Regions from separate parts of the Sus scrofa genome. Here regions 1, 3 and 4 are each linked to region 2. The links are chromatin contacts, called in public HiChIP or PLAC-seq maps. All regions are on one chromosome and are shown on one strand. The core of a region is the stretch at or near the end of the contact, and the rest is flanking DNA. Distances in the headings are between cores, read along the strand shown.

What was found. HiChIP or PLAC-seq counts read pairs in DNA pulled down with a chosen protein or histone mark.
Region 1: an H3K27ac HiChIP or PLAC-seq map of alveolar macrophages shows a contact between it and region 2. The contact joins two enhancer-like sites. A contact is called at or near these places in 1 of 47 Hi-C or Micro-C datasets (embryonic fibroblasts) and 2 of 2 datasets of contacts at active chromatin or transcription factors (alveolar macrophages and skeletal muscle).
Region 3: a contact with region 2 is called in an H3K27ac HiChIP or PLAC-seq map of alveolar macrophages. The contact joins two enhancer-like sites. A contact is called at or near these places in 1 of 5 promoter capture datasets (fetal liver), 1 of 47 Hi-C or Micro-C datasets (fibroblasts) and 2 of 2 datasets of contacts at active chromatin or transcription factors (alveolar macrophages and skeletal muscle).
Region 4: an H3K27ac HiChIP or PLAC-seq map of alveolar macrophages shows a contact between it and region 2. The contact joins two enhancer-like sites. A contact is called at or near these places in 1 of 5 promoter capture datasets (fetal liver) and 2 of 2 datasets of contacts at active chromatin or transcription factors (alveolar macrophages and skeletal muscle).

Annotation. Positions count from the first base shown.
Region 1 is chr9:20,889,617-20,892,316 of Sscrofa11.1, reverse strand. All of the region lies in intron 7 of TMEM135 (transmembrane protein 135), which reads right to left. Among named protein-coding and RNA genes, the nearest start is that of TMEM135, 150 kb to the right of the region's middle. Within about 2 kb of position 1,411, at least 3 of the 83 cell types and tissues checked have an H3K27ac peak or open chromatin away from gene starts, as enhancers often do. A contact at or near this core is called in alveolar macrophages, where this site is marked.
Region 2 is chr9:20,712,924-20,715,623 of Sscrofa11.1, reverse strand. FZD4 (frizzled-4) reads left to right here. Exons shown (of 3, transcript XM_005667210.3): 3 at 1-629. Among named protein-coding and RNA genes, the nearest start is that of FZD4, 7.2 kb to the left of the region's middle. Within about 2 kb of position 1,318, at least 28 of the 83 cell types and tissues checked have an H3K27ac peak or open chromatin away from gene starts, as enhancers often do. A contact at or near this core is called in alveolar macrophages, where this site is marked.
Region 3 is chr9:20,957,406-20,960,105 of Sscrofa11.1, reverse strand. All of the region lies in intron 8 of TMEM135 (transmembrane protein 135), which reads right to left. Among named protein-coding and RNA genes, the nearest start is that of TMEM135, 220 kb to the right of the region's middle. Within about 2 kb of position 1,330, at least 4 of the 83 cell types and tissues checked have an H3K27ac peak or open chromatin away from gene starts, as enhancers often do. A contact at or near this core is called in alveolar macrophages, where this site is marked.
Region 4 is chr9:20,859,495-20,862,249 of Sscrofa11.1, reverse strand. All of the region lies in intron 6 of TMEM135 (transmembrane protein 135), which reads right to left. Among named protein-coding and RNA genes, the nearest start is that of TMEM135, 120 kb to the right of the region's middle. Within about 2 kb of position 1,344, at least 4 of the 83 cell types and tissues checked have an H3K27ac peak or open chromatin away from gene starts, as enhancers often do. A contact at or near this core is called in alveolar macrophages, where this site is marked.

The sequences.
Region 1 (2,700 bases), core at 162-2,661, 180 kb before region 2:
TTCTTCAAATTTTTTTTCTGCACAAATCTCTTTGTCTTCTCCTCTAGGACACTTAAGACACAAATGTTAGACCTTTGCTATTGTCCTTCAGATCCTTAATCTCTGTTCATTTCCTCTAGTCTTTCTCTCCTTATTGTTCAGATTGTACAACTACTATCATGCTTCCTTCAACTTCACTTTTCTTTCAACTTCACTTTTTTTCACATCTTTCCAAGTGAAGATAATTATCACTCTGCTGTTGAAATCATCTAATGAATTTTTACTTCCTTTTTAACATTTAATATTAATATTGCAGTTATTTTAATTTTCTGTTCCCAAATTTCAATTTGGTCCTTTTTATGGTTTCTTTTTCTTGGCTGAGAACTTCAATCTTTCTATTCATTTCAAAAGTATTTACAGGGGAGTTTCCTCATGGTTCAGTGGGTTAAAGATCTGGCATTGTCACCACTTTGCCTCTGATTATAGTTGTGGCGCAGGTTCAATACCTGGCCTGGGAATTTCTGCATGTTGTGGGTGTGAAAGTGTTTACATATTATAATAGCTACAATGAGAACTTTTTATTGTAATTTCAACATCAAGGTCATCATAGAGTTGGTGCCTGTTGATTGCTGTTTTTCCTACACTTGGTTATGATTTCCTAGTCCTCAGTATGTTAAATACTTTTTTTTTTTTTTTTTGTCTAATTAGGCCCGTACCCATGGCACATGGAGATTCCCAGGCTGGGGGCTGAAATGGAACAACAGCCACTGGCCTATGCCACAGCCACAGCAACACCAGATCTGAGCCGTGTCTGTAACTTACACCACAGCTCAGGGTAATGCCAGATCCTTAATCCACTGAGCGAGGGCAAGGATTGAACCTGAAACTCATGGATACAAGTCAGATTCATTTCTGCTGAGCCATGGCAGGAACTCCAATGTTAACTACTTTTGGGGGGTTTTTTGGTTTGTTTTTGTTTGTTTGTTTGTTTGTTTTGTCTTTTTGCCATTTCTTGGGCAGCTCCCGTGGCATATGGAGGTTCCCAGGCTAGGGGTCTAATCGGAGCTGTAGCTGCCAGCCTACACAAGAGCCACAACAACGCAGGATCCGAGCCACGTCTGCGACCTACACCACAGCTCATGGCAACGCCAGATGGTCAACCCACTGAGCAAGGGCAGGGATCAAACCCGCAACCTCATGGTTCCTAGTCGGATTCGTTAATCACTGCACCACGATAGGAACTCCTGTTAACTACTTTTGAATTACATCCTAGAGATTTGTATTATTTCACTCTTAGTCATGTGAAAGACTCTTGGTCCTCTGCAGAATTGATTTGTTGTTGTTTTTGTCGTTGTTGTAGGCAATCAACCCTGTTAGGTTCTAACCACAAATCCCAACCCACTCTCTGTGGGCTGTGATTTCAGTATCATCTTCAGTTTTGCAAGACTTTTCAGGGCTCTTCCATCTCTCCCCACATGTGCTACCCAAGGGCAGCGGTTTATGCTATAGTTCAGCTCTCAAAGCCTTTATTTTTCCTCAACTAAGTTCCCCAGATGCTCAGAGTGAATTTCAGGCTTCAGACACAGATTTAGGTCATTTCTTTCTCTCCTGCCCTTTCATCTCCTGCCCTTCTATGTTCTTCCCCACAGTCTGTTTCCCACATCCCTTTTCTCAATCTTCTGCCTACAATGGGTTTTCTGGTTCCCCATTAGGTTGCATATTTCCTACAATTACATCTGTCTCAGGAGTGAAGTGGCAGCAAAAAGAAGAAAGCAAAAAACAATAAATATTCTCTCTACACTCTTTGGTACAGGGGCTCCTTTTTCCAGTTTCTCTGGTCAAAGAGGAAAGTTCTCTTTCAGAGTTTTAAAGGGCTTCAGAATGCCACTGCCACGAGTACCGCCACAGCTGGAGGACTGCCTCATGACTAGGGCCCGTCCGCTCTCCCACCAGAAGAATAAAACCAAAATACAGCAAAAGAAGATGGTGATTTTCTGCAGTCTCCTTTATGCAGGGGCCCTCCCTTTGCAATTCTCTGGCCATACACAGAGGAAGAAGGGGATTCTCTTAGAGCTTTTTCTGCCTGGACCCACTGTGGGGAACAAGAATAGAGGATTCCCTATAGACCAAGCCAGAAGATAAATGACGGTGGGTGGGAGGGAAAAGGAAGCCCACTGCTATCAATCACACGTCCAGTTTTGACCTCCTTCCCTAAACCTCCTGTGATTACTTTTTAGAGATCTCAGATGGTTGCTTTATGTATTCACGTCAGCATTTTTTGTTGATCAGTGGGAGAGACAGCCTGAACTTCCTCCATCTTATTCAGCAGAACCAGCACCACAAAATTTCCAGAAACAAAACCCTAACATTTATAGTTAATTGACCTGTGACAAATGTATCAAAGTAGTTCAATCGGCAAAAAAGAGTTTTTTCAACAAATGCTCCTGGGACAATTGGATATCCATATACAAAATAAATAGATGAACCTTTGCCTCACACTGTATGCAAATGCCCAACTCAAGTGGATCACAGACCTAAATGTAAAACTGAAAATTATAAAATTTTAGAAGAAAACATGGAGAAAATCTTTGTGACCCTGCGTTAGGTTAGAAAAGATTTCTTGGACATAATACAAAGAAAGAAAGATAGAAAAGAAAGGAAAGGAAAGGAAAGAAAGAGAAAGAGAAAAGAAAGGAGAAGGAAGGAAGGAAGAAAGGAAAG
Region 2 (2,700 bases), core at 69-2,568:
AACTCCATCAGAGACCAGGTCGCCTATGAAATGTAGCATGTGACCGGCCTGTGCTGCCTGGAGACGGTTCCCATAGCTGGCCAGGGCCCCGGAGCCTGCACCCAGGGGCAGAGCCTGCCCTTACTCACGCTCCGCTCCAGTGTCTTGGGAGTTGTGCGGCGACTCCGGCCCAGGAAAGGGGAAGGAGGACCAGGCAGCTGGGTGCTGGCCTGGCTGTTGGCGTGTAGGGCTTCGTGATGCAGTTCTTGGAATGTTTCCGTGACTGTGTGACCAAGGCAGCACCTAGCAGCGGGCCAGGCACAGAACGGGTGCTCTACTAGTAATGATGAGTTCTTGGGTGGACCCGGACGCCTGAGTTCTGGAGCTTGCTGTGTTGCAACATGTCCTTTCCGTACATCTCTCGCCTTCTCAGGGGAAGTATGTTTGCTCGGAAGTGGCCATGGGTGCAGACTGGATGCGTAGCCTTGGCGATGTCACAGGGTTATCGGCTGTTCCTTTCACATTCCAGACCCTGGAGAGTGTTAACGGTTTCAGGAAAGGAGCTTTGTGGCTGAGGCGTCAGTTACCAGTTCCCTTGAAGTGACTCCGTCACCTCTTAAGTTGGTATCTGTTAAAAAAAAAAAAAAAAAGCGACTTCTCAGAATTATCAGCACATTTATCAAGTGCCAACTGCACGTAAAGCCCTGTGTTAAGCACCTTAGGGGTTGTCGGTGGGGCGGGTAAGCGCTGTTCTCCTGACTGAGCTGGATGGGGACGCGCCTGGGTCTTTCGGGAGGAGCGGGGCCTCTGCATCGCACCGCCGCCTGTTTCTCCGTCTCCGTCCCAGAACCCTCTTTCTGGGTCTTTCTCCCTTTCACACGTCACTCATCCCTTCCCAGGATTCCTTGCAAATTGATTTACAGGGGTTTTGCTGGAAAGCATCAGCTCTGTTTCATGACAATCGGCGTGGAAATCTCCTAGGAAGACCATGAACAGGGGCCATAAGGACATGAGCTCCTGCATCTCATGTGACCTCAGGGACAGGCACTTGAGGGCTGGAGGTCTTCCAGTGACTCATACCCGGTGAATCTGAGGACAGCTTCTTGCTGGGGAAAAGGTTAGGGTTCTTTCTCTTTCTCTGAAATCTGGGATAAATAGGTATGACCGTAGCTTCCTATTAAATCCCCTGGCCTCAGCAGGGCCCAGGGGCTCCTCTGTCCAGCCTCCTCTCTGAAAAACTCCTTTCTCCTCCTTCATAAAGGCCACACCTCAGGGCAGAGGAACATGGGGAGGGTGGAACTGGCCAAAGCCGCCTGGTGGAGCTACTCGGTTGATTCATATCCTTTTTCCTCTCTGGAGACCCGTTTCCTGATCTCTGAGACGGCTTCTGAGCTGGCAGCTTACTCAGAGACCTGAACCGGTGGAGGGGTGACACTTTTCATTTCCCTGAGACGCTCTCTGACTTTGCTTTCCCCGCCCCCACATCCCTCTCACCTGCACCCCCCAAACCTGGAACCTGGGAAACTTCTGTATCTGGATTCCGAATTGTGCCTTTATTAGCACCCCAGGCTTGGTGCTCTCTGCCCACCCCCCACCCCGCCCCTCAGCTTCCTGGTCACTAAATTCAGTGTCGGAACCTGAGTGTGTAAAGAGGAACTCGGCAGCCTCAGTTTAAGGGGATTTTGCCAGGATGGTGCAATCTTCGGCTTCTGGCGAGGTGGCCACAACCGCAGTTGGGGAAGAGGCGCAGGCTCTGCAAGAAGCATTCAGGACCCATCTACAGCCTGAATTTCATTCTGAGATGGAGGGGATCCGGAAGGGTTGCTCTTCCAGCCAATTATATCAAGTCATCGGACTCCAAAGGTTCTTTCTGTTCCTTTATTGTATTTGGGTTCAGAGTCCCCGTCTGGGTTTGTATTATATCTGGCAAAGGACCTGGGTTCTCATTTTTCTTCTTGGGCTGAGGCTGTAGATCTTGGAAACTCCTAGGAGAGCATTTTGCTCCTACCAAGGATCAGATACCACAGCCTTAAATAATGGATTTTGTTTCACTGTGGCCTGGGCAGAGCTCTTTGCTGCTGCCTCTTGCCCTGCTCATGTGCGGTGATGATACATGGGGCATTTCCAGGAGGGAGATGAACCCTGGATCCCCCCAATGGGCCTCTTCTCCTTGATAAACCCACTTGCTTGTTTCTATTTCTGATTGGCCTTGCTTCCCTTCCTTGCACCAGCAAATTCCCGGTGTTCACCCAGGCGACTTGTAGAGGCCTGCTTGGGGTCCTAGGTGAGCTGTGTCCTCCAAGCTTCTATGGCTCCCCCATCGCCTGCAATATTCAGTGCATGACCACTGTCATCCCAGAAGGCTTCTGAGGGGAGGATGAGTGCTCTGGCCCTGGAGGCTGGGTCCCTCTGCTCTCCCAGGTGTGCTGCCATGGGCTTTGGGAGGGGGAGGCTGCTTCCCAGGCCTCTCCCAAGGGGGCATCTAGGCGGTCCCGAATCTTTTCCTACCTCACAGGGATGTTGTGAGACTTTAGAAGGGATGAGGACAAAGGCCCCTGGAGCTCTTTGTAGAAAAGGCAGAAGAAAGGTCAAGTGTGGTCTATGCAAAGATGAAATATGGCCTGCTGATGCCGCAGACAAGCACATGCTCTCTGGGCCTTTCTTGGGCCCCGTGCCAGCCACAGCGCCAGCCACCTCGAGGCCAACCTGGGGGACTTCCGG
Region 3 (2,700 bases), core at 81-2,580, 240 kb before region 2:
TCTAATTTGCTCCCTACTCTAAAAATCTAGGATCTTCTAAAACATTAAGTATTGCTGTTTATTTCCTTGAAAGGAAAATGCTTTTGTTTGTGAAATTTTGCAATATAACAAATTAACTTAAAATAACACTGAATCAGCATATATTCCATAAATTCTTGAACCTCGGTTATTTTTAGGCTAGAATAAATAAGCACCAAGTTGTATGTATAAGCTGGTTCCTATAATAAAAGTATGATTATGAAGTTTGGCTCTATTAAGATAAGAAATAGGCCAAAAAAAACCATATATATATATATGTCTTTTTAGTGCCACACCCACAGCACATGGAGGGTCCCAGGCTAGGGGTAGAATCAGAGCTGTAGCTGCTGGCTTAGCCACAGCCACACTCAGGATCCAAGGCACATCTGTGGCCTATACCACAGCTCACTGCAAGGCTAGATCCTTAACCCACTGATCTCCCCATAAAAAAAATTTTTTTATAGGTAGAAATCAGGGAGTTTCCATTGTGGCTCAGCAGTAACAAACTCCACTAGTATCCATGAGGACGCAGGTTTGGTCCCTAGCTTTGCTAAGTAGGTTAAGGATCCAGCATTGCCCTTAGCTCTGGTGTAGGTTGAGGGCGTGGCTCAGATCCCGAGTTGCTGTGGTGTAGGCCAGCAGCTGTAGCTCTGATTCAACCTCTAGCCTGGGAATTTCCATATGCTGCAGGAGCAGCCCTAAAAACAATAAACAAAGTAGAAATCAAATCTTGAGAACTTTAAGGCAGAGAAAAAAGAACAGTGATGATGAATGATATTGGAGACAAAAGATGTTAGTAAATCTTTTTAAATATGTTTTTACAGTAAAATTCTCTTAAGCAATTTCCATTTAAGAGATTACATTTAGGGAGTTCCCGTCGTGGCACAGTGGAAATGAATCCGACTAGGAACCATGAAGTTGCAGGTTCGATCCCTGGCCTCACTCAATGGGTTAAGGATCCGGCATTGCCATGAGCTGTGGAGTAGGTCACAGATACAGCTCAGATCTGGCATTGCTGTGGCTGTGGTGTAGGCTGGCAGCTAAGCTCTGATTAGACCCCTAGCCTGGGAACCTCCATATGCCGTGGGTGTGGCCCTAAGAGGACAAAAAACAAAAGACAAAAAAAAAAGAGATATTACATTTAATAAGATATATTTATCTTAGATTCTGTTTTCTCTGCAAAATATTCAAATGTTCACACTGACTTCTACAAGATTAAAAAAAAAAAACAAAATACTACTAAATGTGACCACATATATCTGTTCATACTAGTTGAGTTACATGCTTGCCAAGAATCAGCTGTGTTTATCCCCAAATGCGTTTATGTCATTTGTATTTGTTAATGTAATTATGTAACTGACCTACATATTACATAAACCAAAAGGGAAAAAAGTTTTTCTTTCCATGGAGACCGAGTTGAATGTTTTGGAAAGACAATACCTTACAAGTATGATTTATACAACAAAAACAACTCAGAACTCCAGCTGGGGAACTCAAAAAAAAACAAAAAATGCCTTGGTAAATGAGCAGATATTTGTGTGCACTGGACTGTAATACTTAGGATGCACATACACGGATATCTTGCTGCTGATGCTGGTGTAGACAAACCTCATGCCGCTGCCATAGGACAGCTGCCCCTTTACAGCTTCTGTGCCCTCAGCCTGGGCTGCAGTACAAAGACATGTGAAGCAGTGGGACACAGAGCTGGCCTAGCCAACTTGCTTGTTATGTGCCACAACAATTTTATGGTTGCTGTTTACATAATAGCTGATATAACACTATTAACAGGAAAAAACAAATACAGCATATAAAGAGTGTCTACAAATCAGCAAAAAAAATAAAAAATAAGGAATGGATAGAGGGCATGAAATCAAAATAACTAATAAACCAATGAAAAGACATTCAAGCTCACCAGTTCGCAAAGAAATACAAAGCAAGGCAGAGAGGAGGAACTGCATTTTAGATCACATGACTGACAAGGTAGAGATCACCGACAGCAACTAAGATCCGGACTCAACAACGGTTCTTGGAGGGAAAGTAGAGCGGTACTGCCTTCTGTGAAGGACAGTATCTGGCCATATGTGTCAAAATTGAATATATTAGGATATTTTTTACTCAGAATCCATACGTAGGTAACTATCTAGCTCATAGAAACACTGGAACATGTTCACAAAGATATTTTTATTTATTTATTTATTTATTTTTTTTGTCTTTTTGCTATTTCTTGGGCCGCTCCTGCGGCATATGGAGGGTCCCAGGCTAGGGGTTGAACCGGAGCTGTAGCTACTGGCTTACACCACAGCCACAGCAACGCGGGATCCGAGCCGCGTCTGCAACCTACACCACAGCTCACGGCAACGCCGGATCGTTAACCCACTGAGCAAGGGCAGGGACCGAACCCGCAACCTCATGGTTCCTAGTCGGGTTCGTTAACCACTGCGCCATGACGGGAACTCCTCCGATATTTTTAAAAGAATGTTCACAGTTGGACAGTTTGTAATAGTGAAAAACTGTAAACAGTAGAAATGGGGCTTAAGGAATTATTTAGAGATATATAACATTTTTGGAAACTCCTAAAAACTATGAGGTAGGTCTATATATACTAACACATAGACACAAACCTCAGATATGTTATTCAACAGAATAAATACTGCAGAAAAACAGTTTTCCTGTTTTTTAAAA
Region 4 (2,755 bases), core at 95-2,594, 150 kb before region 2:
ATTTCATAGAGTATTTTATTAGCAATTTTTAACACCAAAAATGGAAAATATGTCATTTTAAAAACATCATATTCATAATGGTACAATCAGTAAGTCCCTTTCATCCACACGTGTTTATACCTATAAACAGTGTCCTATATGAACAAAAAAAAAAATACGGTACTTCTAAATCTACATACTGTTATCAAGGACTAAGTTTCCTTCTTAAAAAAAAGGCATAAAATATAGTATACTAAATTTTTGCTAAAAAGTTCAATAATGCAATTGTTTTAATTATGGTCACCTAAACTGTCATTTTTAAATGAAAGGGTAATTATCAACTGTTAAATAAAATACCTTAGAATATTTTATTAAAGTGAAGTAAAATTAAGAAAAAATGTTATACCATTATATATCTAAAAATATCCATTTATGTACATAAGCACAAAGGTCCACTTCTGAAGAGACAGCTATAAAAATTAAGTTTCAAAAGCCTACTAATAAAGAATTGAATCATAATTATTTTTCAAAGTAATAAAATGCTCTATAGGTGCATAGCACTTTTAACAAATCACTTGCATATATACAAACTCTAATAAAAATAAAATAGGTTACCTTTCATCTGAAAAAGGTAACCTCTTTTGCATTGTGACCTGTAAGATGTTTGACTTAATGCTCCCATGGGTATTCCCAAGATTATAGATAATTAACATCACGCTAGCTGTAATGTACCCTTTTGTTTCCCACGCAAAAAAGTATATCAGGATGCAATTCAGGGAAAACTTGTTACTAGAGAAATAATTATAATATTTTCAGTAGTACAAGTAAAAATTTACTGGAGCATGCCTCATAGCAGATCTTAATACAATATTGTTTTTTCATATATTTGCTAAAAACAGCTAATAGAAGAGAAGGCGGGTGGCACTAAGAGAGACATATTCTGTGTACTGATTACAAATTTTGCTTTGGTAAAAGAGTAAAACAAATTAATATAAATTTTAGAGGCTAACCAAAATTTACCTATATACACGACATTTAAATTTTGTGGAGCTCTTATAATCCTCTATAACAGCCTGAGAACTGGCCCCAGGGCTTCCAATACTGCTGCCCATTGCCCCTAAAATTATTTCTTCCCAAATCAGCAAGACTAACTGTTTGAAAAGGCATACCCTATCAATCTTGTTTAAAAGTCTCCAACAGTTTTTTATTAAATGTAAAATAAAATCTAAACTCCTTACCATGGCAACAATGTCCTAAATATGAACTGTTTTGTGCCTGTTTTTCCAACCTCATTTTATACCATGCTGTCTACCCGTAAGAGTCTTCTTGACTACAAACCAAATTCGCCAAGCTTGCTTCCATCTAGGAGTCTAATTTACTTATAGTTCACTCTCCCTGAACACTCTTTCACAAGATCTTCTCAAGAAATGGCTCATTAGAATACAGATATGACTAAAATAAAATCTCTGCTCTGGAAGAGCTTACCAGTTAATGACAGAGAAGCAGAAGTAAAAGAGAAAGGAGCACGTGAGGGGTGGGGGCGGGGGAGAAAGGGAGAGATAACGCTACTACAGAATCACAAACCAAGTGCCATGGGACATCAGAGAATATAACAGAGAATATAATCTACTCTGGAGGAAAGATTTCTATTACTATTTTTTTTTTCAATTACTATTGGAGGAAAGATTTCTAAATTCAGATTTGTCACTGTCTTAGGTACATGACCAATAACAATGACACATATCATATATCAAATAGGGATTTGACCCTCTGCACCACATAGAAGCCCCATGAATATGTATGACACAGCAGATGTCACAGACAAAATTCAGGACGCTATTTAATTCATGAAGAATATTCCAAAGGTCATATTTGGACTGTGTGCCCCAACCCCACTTCCCTGTCCCCCAACCTTCTATGGTCATTTGATCCGGGATCAGATACACTACACCCAAAGTAGGTCAATCAGAACAGGGTAAAGGCATGGTGGAGGTATTGGAGCTGGGTCACTTTAATGGGCGCATCATATTTTTTAAAAGACACTACTGCTGAGTTCCCCACAGCTGCCCTGCTTCTGGTCTTTCCTGAGACTTGATTGTTTAGTACTTCCTTCAATTCTATGAGCCATCTCAGTGTCCTTCCCTTAATTCCTATTTTTGTCTTAAGCTAACCAAGCTGGTTTCTGTTATATAAAACCAAAGGAGCTGTAGAAGGTGTTTATAAATTTTGGAGATTAATCCCTTGTCAGTCGATTCATTTGCAAATATTTTCTCCCATTCTGTGGGTTGTCTTTTCGTTTTATTTAGGGTTTCCTTTGCTGTGCAGAAACTTTTGAGTTTAATTCAGTCCCATTTGTTTATTTTTGTTTTTATTGTCATTAAGAAGTGAATCTAAGATGTTGCTGTCATTTACATTGAAGAGTGTTTGGCCTATGTTTTCCTCTAAGAGTTTTATAGTATCTGGTCTTATATCTAGGTCTTTTATACATTTTGAGTTTATTTTTGTGTATGGTATTAGAAAGCAGCTCAATACCGAAAAAAAAAATAAAATAAAATAAAAAAATGGGCAGAAGATCCAAACAGACAATTCTCCAAAGAAGACATACAGATGGCCAAAAAACACATAAAAGGAAGTTCAACATAACTATTTATTAGAGAAATGCAAATCACACCACCCAGGAGGGCCATCATCAAAAAGTCTACAAACAATAAGTGCTGGAGAGGGTGTGGAGAAAAAGAAACCCTATTACACTCTTGGTGGGAATGTAAATTGATGC